2 separate regions of the Mus musculus genome follow, and region 1 is linked to region 2. Evidence: chromatin contacts called from public promoter capture Hi-C data. All regions are on one chromosome and are shown on one strand. The core of a region is the stretch at or near the end of the contact, and the rest is flanking DNA. Distances in the headings are between cores, read along the strand shown.

Region 1 (4,680 bases), core at 715-3,214, 4.2 Mb before region 2:
TGTTTCAATAAAACAGAGGAGGACCTAATTATTTTTTCTTTCTCATTAAAACTATGGTACTTTGGGTATTCTTTGGTAACAAATAAACTTAATTTGGGGCTAAGGTTTTACTCCCACGTCTTTGGTCATTACATGCTTGTTGTATACCTTGAGATAAATCTCCTTCAGACTCCTATCTGATACCACAGCTCCACTTTCTAGGCCACACCCAAACATCCGCAATGTTTTCCAATTTCATCGGGGTCCCGTACATTACACTCAATTTCTTCTTTAGGTTGGCTTTCATTTTTAAAAACACAAATCTATTTTTAAGGGACTATTTACCCTTAATTAATATTCACTACCTTTGAACCATAAACTTGCTGTACGCATATAAACATATGTAACAAAACCAAAACTATTTAAAAAAATTAAGTCGCAGTGAATCAAAGGTCTAATCTAAGAACTGCTGAAGCTCTGAGTCAAAACCTTGAAGATACACAGGCACAGGCAAGGACTTTCTGCAAAGGGCTCCGAGAGGCTGAGGAAACACCAGCAAGAACTGGCATCATGTAACATACAAACTTTCTGTAGAAATTAAGAGTAGAGAGATTCTACGGGATCTTTGTTGGGTAGTCATATGGCAGGGGGCTCACATCTAGAATTATATAAACAACCCAAAAACCTACTAAAGGGACCCCCCCCCCCCGTATCTATTAACAACAAAAATGTCACAACAGCAAGGAGAGAGTAACAGAAGAAACTTTGTAAATCTAAAATGAGGCAGCCCTATCAGACAGGAAGAGAGCTAACACAGTTCCTTCCAGTAGTTCAGTAAAAAAACATGTACTCAGAGACACCACTGAGGAGCTATCTCAATTCACAGGTCCTCGAAACCAAAAATTAGACAACCCGTTATCCACATATAAACACACATACACACCCCTCCTCAAGCAATCTAGTTGCGCTCAGAATACTAAATAGGGCTCAATGGTCCTACTTTCCCTAAAGGTTTTTCTTTGGGGAATCTCATTAGTAGCCAAAGCGACTGAGGGAGAAAGGAATGTTTCTCACCTGGGAAAAAGGGCATCCCCATTCACTGGCTCCCCGTGGGAGGCCTGCTTAGCATTATTGGGCACAAGTTTTAGTCTTCTGGAATTAGAGAGCACCACCAATTCAGAGACAGCGTTGCTCTTCCCAGAAAATGCGTCCTGCTCCTGAGCTAGTGGGACTGGGACGCTGGTTTGTTTGTTTGTTTCTTGTTTTTGTTTGCTTGTTTGTTTTGCAATGACAAGTTTTTAGCAAATGGAGGTCAGGGGCTATGGGGGACCTGGACCCCAGCTTAGCGTGGGGTGCGGGGGTATAGCCCGCAACGCCTCCAGCGAGCAAGGATGCTATGGCCAGCCCGGGGTCTCCCAAAGGCCTTTAGTTATACGGATTTTACACAAAACAAAGAGTTACTTTTAAACGCGACAGACTCAAGGTCAAACTGCGAGGTGCTTGGGCCCGTGGAAGAGATGCCCGAAAAAGCCCAGATCCAAACTCACAGGCTTCCTTCCGTTTCCTAACCCCAAACTAATAGGTGTTTTTCGTTTTGTCAGTAAAATTCGATTTTTGTTTCACAGAACAAGATGCGGAGGTAGAAACGGTGAAGAAGCCGGTCCCAAATATTTACAGGGCAGGGACCTGATGACGGGCCAAGGCCGGGGCCGCTCCGCCCAGTCTGGAGAGGGGTGTCACTGCCGCGGCGCTAGGCCCGGAGTCCTGCTTGGGGAGACTAGAGCACTCACCCTGGGCCTGCTGGAGAGTCCCCGGAGAGAGGGTCGCCGCCCGCCGGCTCCGGGGCACTCGGGTGAGCGCTCGCAGAGGCCGTTGACCGAGCGCACCGAGGCGCCCGGGCAAAGAAGCGGCGGAGCGGCCGCGACGGGCCGGGACAGACGCGAGAACGGCCAGGACTGACCCCTTCCAGGAGCCGTAGCGGAAGTAGGTTTCTGGTCATGTGACGAGAGAAGGGCGGATGTTGCATGCAGGCTCCTGAGACGTCGACGCGGAGCCATTTTTGTCGTGGGCAAAGTACTTCCGTCTCAGGTGATTCCTGTTGAGGGGGTTTCTAGACTTTGCGATCTTTAAGAACCTTGCGTTTGCAGGTAAACTGGTAACCTGTTTTAAAGGAACGCCTGAATAAAAATTCTTATGGTGGCCCGCGAATTTGCATATATAACTAAATATTGGAAGTAATTCTTCAGCAGTCTAATTGTGATTTCCCTAAAACTTACAAATTAAGAATCCGAGAAAAGGGGAAGCTGAATTGGGTTTCAAGATAGTAGGGGTCAGAAATCTCTTTCAAATCTAAACACCCAACTTGTGGCTCCCCTCTGGAAGGCAAGAACCATACTTGCTCATAGAAGGATAGACGGGAAGCCAAATCAGGAAATACGACGTGTGCCTCTATTTTCATAACCTAGCAACTTCACCCACTGTTTCTCATCCTTGGTGACAACCAACCAGGGTTAAAGAATTTTTTTTTTTACAATCTGTTCCATATTATAGTTGAGCCTGGTGCCACACTCTTGAAATCCCAGTATTAGGGACTTAGGAGCTAGAAGCTATAGGATCAAGAGTTCCAGACCAGCCTCAGCTAAGTATTGAGTGGAAGGCCTGTGTCATTATCTATATCAAACATACACACTCTTTTTTTTTTAAACAGTAAACACCTTGATACTTTAAAAAAAAAGATTAATTTATTATTATATGTAAGTACACTGTAGCTTTCTTTGGACACACCAGATGAGGGCGTCAGATCTCATTACGGATGGTTGTGAGCCACCACGTGATTGCTGGGATTTGAACTCAGGACCTTTGGAAGAACTCTTAACCACTGAGCCATCTCTCCAGGCCCATACATGCTCTTTTTCTTGTGGTTATTTCCTACTAATAGAGTCTAACATGTTTATATTGGTTTAAATATATGTAATCTAGAAACAGTTTTAAGTGTTTGTGAGGATGTGCATAGGTTATCTGCAACCATCAATTTTATATAAGAGACATAAGCTTGTGGATATGAGCTGTGATTCTAGAACAAATTTCTCACTCCCTTGTGCAAAGGAAGAGTATTTACTCAAGTGATATAGTCTTGAATCTAAAAATACTTCCAAAGTCAATCTTTGGCTCATTCTTATAACTACAGTTCTAAGGAACCAGAAGTAAGAGGGTGGGAGGATTGCCAGCACTACACAATGAACCCTGACTCAAAACAACAACAAAAACCCAAACAAAGAAAATCTCAGATGATCCCCCAGAAGTGTTATTTTCCTTCAAAATAATGTGTCAAACTTTCTGAATTTCATTCTTGTGTGTCCTTCCTAATATTGGTTTAAGATAAGCAAAATTTCCCTTTACCTTCTGAAGGTCTCAGTGAGACCCCAATTAAATTGGCATAAAACAGCAGGTGAACAGAATGGAAGCATACACTTTTAATTAGTAATTTTTGCTTGTATGTTGGAATATTGAAAAATGAAGACACAAAGAAGTTCTTAGGATCTATAATCTGTATCAGAAGCTGACCATTGTAGTAAATTGTAAAAATGTGAGAAGACACTTTTTAAGTGTCTTTGTCTCAAAATAATCTTTATTTCAAAGGGGCCTACTGTGGGTGGTGTGTCCTGCTAATTTATAGTGACAAGTAATCCTCCTTTACGGACAGATTAAATAACATTATCCTGTCATTCCAAGTCAAGGCCTTTGGGGGTAAGTATGGATAAGCTAGGTAAGCCATACATTATCAAGACTTTTAAATGTGTTCTCTCCCTCTCACTCATCCCTCTTTCTCACCCCTCTTCCTCTCCCTCTCCTTTTTTCCCCTTCTCTCTCCTTTCTCTCTCTTATCCCTCCCTTTCCCCATGGCAACTTCCTTGTCCTCAGTCCTTGGCACCAGTGAACTCACCCATTTGCCGGACAGCATCTTCCCAATAAACCTGTCTTTAATCTAATCTAATCTGGTTTAAATGGGTTGATTTCAGCAGCAGCAGAGAAATAACCTATCAAGGGTCTTATTGCTCCCTTACACTTCTTAAATGTTGCAGACTTCTTTTTCTTTTGTCCCTAGCCCTTTCTTTTCAAAGTTTTGAAATGACTTTTAAATAAAGATCCATAATTCAGTTATCAAACCCAGGTCTTCTTCTGTAACCCTGATTTATCATTTATCTTTGGGCATCATGTGAGTCTATTAAACAAGACAGTGTTTCATAGAATGTCAGAGCACCTAATAGTGTGTGATACAGTCTTAAATGAAAAGTTATGTGGCATGAATGGTGCTTCTTCCATGCACATGGAAGTCTATTCCTTCTTGTGTCCTGTATTATAGATTCATGATGGGTCTTCCTTTTCTTCTCTCACTCATGTGTACATTTCTGTTTGTGACTTAATGCCATTGGCTTTTTCTATAACCTCATAATATATAAAACCAAATAATCTCATCCACTTAGTTTAGCTTCATCCTGATGCATGACTTCTAGCCATTGCTACTTAGGTTTCCCATTAGGGATTAAACCCTGATAGGTTTTACCTTATTTCCCCTTTTCAACTCAGACATTCTTCAGTTACTGTTTCTCGTTTATGGCAAGGTTACTTTTTTAGGCATCAAGATTCAGAATACTATAGTTATCTCTTACTATCTTAATTTGATGGTTATTTTCGGTGAAA
Region 2 (4,094 bases), core at 1,187-3,686:
CTGAGATGTGAACTGCCTCTCCTTGCCTTGCCCACCGTGACCAACTGAATGAACCTTTTGAAAGGATGCCAAAAATAATTTTTTTCCCCTTGAATTATTTCCGTCGGGTGTTTTTGGTCACAGCAATGGGAAAAGTAACTGGAGAAGTAGGGTCACTGCTGTAACTAAACTTGACAATGTGGTTCTTTGGCCTTTGGAACTGGTTTCCAGGAGGGGTTTGGAAAATGACACCATAATTATTAAAAGAGCTTGGTGCTGGCATTGAAACAGACACTCTGGCAGTGGATCCAAATATATGTGGAAATTTAATATGTGATATTACAAACTGGATGGGGAAAAAAGCTTTTTAATAAATGGTATTGGCATTGCTGTTTGAAAATAAAATAAAACTGGCTTGTTCATTAGCTCCAAAAACCAAAACAAATCTCAAAAAAGATCTGAGATTTAAATGGAAAAGAATTCTACTGATGTACTCAAAAAGGAAAACATGGTTTTTAAAAAATGTGTGGAGGAAGATTTTTAAAAAATACAACCTAAACCCCAGAATCAATAGAAAAAATAATTTAAATTGGGCTGGAACTTTGTAAATCTCCATGGGGAAATAATCCTTAAAAGTAAAATATTAAGAACTATTTCTGGTTTACTCTCCAAATAGCATTATTTACTTTGTTTCCCACATCCATCTATAATTTCTTAAAACACGCCTATAGTGACATATCAGGGGAAACAAAGCGGCATTTTAAATCCTCTTATGAAGTATGAGAGTTAATGTTATGGTCAAATGCCTGAGTTAATAGATCCCTTAATAAGTAGCCAAATACTGTTAGTTGTATGTTTCTGAGAGATGAGCATTTGAGTTGGTGAACTCAGTAAGTGCCCACTTACTGGAATTTAGGGTCAGAAAGCTACACGTGGGACTTGCCATAAGTGGAAATTAGTGCAGTGGAAAACTTATTAAGAGTTATGATGGCCTAAGTCTAGCCTCAGTTCTGCTTCCTCAAGTGAAGGGTTCTCACTTCCTCAGTGTTGGTCCTTGCTTTATTTTCTCTTGAGGAAGCAATGTTTCTGCTATGCCTTACAGGTTAGGTGAGTCCCACAGTCCATGGCTGTTTTATCTTCCTGCTTTGATGTATTTGTTTTTTCATGGCTGCTGAAAGGAAGTACTACAAACTTTTGATTTCAAACAGAAACTTGAGTCTGGTGAGGTAACTTATATTCTTGTCTTTCAGGACACCTTAAAACTCTGAAAATTTCTGGCCATCCAGAGCTACAGGATGAGTTCCAGGACTGCTTCAGCTATAGAGTTGAGCCTTTATCTCAAATCATAAAGAATAATGAATGAGATGAAACAGAACTTTGTTATATTCAAGTTCTGGAGGCAAGAAACCCAAAAGCAATTTCACTGGCCCAAATCCAAGTGTTTTGGGGGCTGCTGAATAGGCTAGGAGAGATTTCCCTCCTTATCTCTTCCAGTTTCGAAGACTACTGACTTTATTTTTTTTAGTGACCTTACTGGAATCACTGCCTTCCGCTTATTGAGTCTACAGTCAATTGCATTTAGGGCCCATCCTAATAACCTAGGCTAAGTTCCATCTCAAAACCCTTAGCTTATTCCACATAGGCTCTGATACCACATAAAGTAGCATTTGCAGGCTACACGGGATTAAGTCCTGACATCTCAGTGGCCCATGATTTGACGTACTGTCCCTCAGAGTTATTCTAAGGAGCAAATCTGCTCGTGCACTTTTTAGGCTGAGTACAGCATCTGACAGAAAAGTCCTGCGGTCTCTAACAACGCCTACCCACAGGGCTGCTGCTGCGTTCGAACAAGGCTCGGGTATAAAATCTGTAGTTTCAAGAGGGTTAAAGGATTAAGTAAAAGCCCGGCAGTGGTGGCGCATGCCTTTAATCCCAGCACTAGGGAGGTACGGATCTCAAAAGTTCTCGGAGTTCAAAGCCAGCCTAGTCTATAGTGCGAGTTCCAGGACAGTCAAGGCGACAGAGAAACCTGTCTCAAAAAAGTAAAAAAATGTGGCCTGTTAACAGACCTTGCCATTAGTATTTGCATATTCTTCTTTGCAGGAAGTCTTGCATCCGTTTACCTTGCTTTTCAAATACCTCTGGGCGGACTTCTCTACCTGGAAGTCCTTCCCACCAATCTAGCGCTCCGCCTACCCAACTTGGCATCTTCCCTAGGGCTTTGGGAAGCATCCAGGCCTCTGAGGTCTGTTCTCACTCTTGCCTGTCAAAATAGAGATAATTCCACCCGATTACACCTATTTTCCAAACTTTTTGGTTATCGTCACAACAGAACTATGTTAAATAATCCAGAGAGAGGTGTTTTCCTATATTCGGCTGGAAAACGGATGTGCAAATGGTTGAATTTAGACAGGCATCACGTGAGACAGCCCAAGAGCGGAGCGTCGGGTCCTTCACTCTAGGGTCGCTGAGGCCCCGCATGTGGCGCAGGCGCAGTGTCCACGACTCGCCATGCCGACTGTCAGCGTAAAGCGAGACCTGCTCTTCCAAGCCCTGGGCCGGACCTACAGTGAGTGCCCGCCCCGTGGCTTGGGCTCGGTGCCTGGGGAAGTCTGCTCGCCCTGCAGAAGAACGTGCTGGCGGCGTTCATGCCGCTACGTGGGGTTTGGCCCGGCACGGCCAGAGTCCTCAGGGGCGCGCTGCTGGGCGAGGAGACTCGGCTGCGCTGAAGTAGCTTCTCGGAACCAGCTCCGCGGTGGCTCCGTTGCATCATCAGCGCGTGTCGGGCTCTCCGTGTCATTCATTTAGAGACCGAGCTCCAACTCCGTGCCCAGCACGGACTTTGGTGTCGGGACACAGACGAGGAAACGTACCCTGGGTTCCATCACAACTGTAGGCTGTGGAACCAGATTGACAGCGAAGGGGAGACGTTTAAGAAAGATGCGGGTCTCACTATGTAGCCCAGGCTGTTTTCGAACTGTCGGTCTTCTTGCCTCAGTTTCTGAGTGCTGGGATAACAAGCGTGTGCCACCAAGCCCGGCATTGGCTTTATTTTAGTGTTGACCAGGCTCCAGAAGTGTGTCAGGCAGTGTTTGGGAGTAGAGCTGTGCACATGACACATACATGAGAAAAATAACAAACCATGATGTTAGTAAAACGGTTTATTGGACATGCTAAATGTTTCTGGGAAAGGAAACCAGGTTTTGTGCAGGGGTAGCATTTGATAGTTAACATTGATTTGACCCCTAAATGGAATCACTTCTATGGGCTTAGCATTCATGACACACTTCCCTCTTTCTCAGTTCTAAAACTAAACCATTGTGGGGGGGGGGGGAAGGGAGGTAAATATTAGTCAAATTATCATTTCCAACACAGATGTAGTAAGTTGAAATGGTATCAGCCTCACCCTGTAGTTATCAGCTTCTATAAAGGTCAGAGCGAGTGTTTTATGAGAGCCTCCTTGTTTTTGAGTATTAGAGGCCAAAATTAGAGGACAAAATGGAGCAGGTTCATAACACCACAGTACTGATGTCGTACAAGTAAACTTTTAAGATTTTTTTTTCCTAAGGATGGACTTTAGATATTACTCACCCCCTGTGTTTGTCGGATTTTGTCGTTGTTCTTTTGGAGACAGAACCTTATTCTGAAGTCCAGGCTGACTCTAAACTTGTGGCAATCCTCCTGACTCAGTCTCCCAAGTGATACAATTATAGTTGTGACCAAGGCCTTAGAAACAGGAAATCGCTTTGCTTTTGGAATGTGGTTTTAATTTCCTAACCAGTTTCCCTTATATAGTAAGCTTATTAATATACCTCACTTGCCCTGTTACTCTAAATCATATTCTCTCTCCTGGTGGTCACTGTCTCTGAAGTTCATATGATGGTGTGTGGCAAGATGAACAACTTGGAATCAGTTCCTAGTCAGACCCTTATCTATGGAAAAGTACCAGATTGTCCAAATTTTAAAAGACAATGAGGCTTATGACCTGCTCGCAATCATCAGATAATGTTTTAATACATTCCCTGGCTGTTTCCTTTTCCTTCCACTTTAAAATGGTGAGTGATCCAACAAGCTTGGTTTCCCCACACCGACTGTGAACTGTAGGCTCTTTTGAA

Evidence for each region. Promoter capture Hi-C pulls out the DNA fragments that hold promoters and counts their contacts.
Region 1: a promoter capture Hi-C map of pre-B cells shows a contact between it and region 2. The contact joins the promoter of Mff here to the promoter of Farsb in region 2.

The regions. Positions count from the first base shown.
Region 1 is chr1:82,722,174-82,726,853 of GRCm38.p6, reverse strand. It overlaps Mff (mitochondrial fission factor), which reads right to left and starts at 1,964. Exons shown (of 9, transcript NM_029409.3): 1 at 1,770-1,964. C430014B12Rik (a long non-coding RNA gene) reads left to right here and starts at 933. Exons shown (of 4, transcript XR_865578.3): 1 at 933-2,067.
Region 2 is chr1:78,487,239-78,491,332 of GRCm38.p6, reverse strand. It overlaps Farsb (phenylalanyl-tRNA synthetase, beta subunit), which reads left to right and starts at 2,436. Exons shown (of 17, transcript NM_011811.4): 1 at 2,436-2,548. The coding sequence starts at 2,491.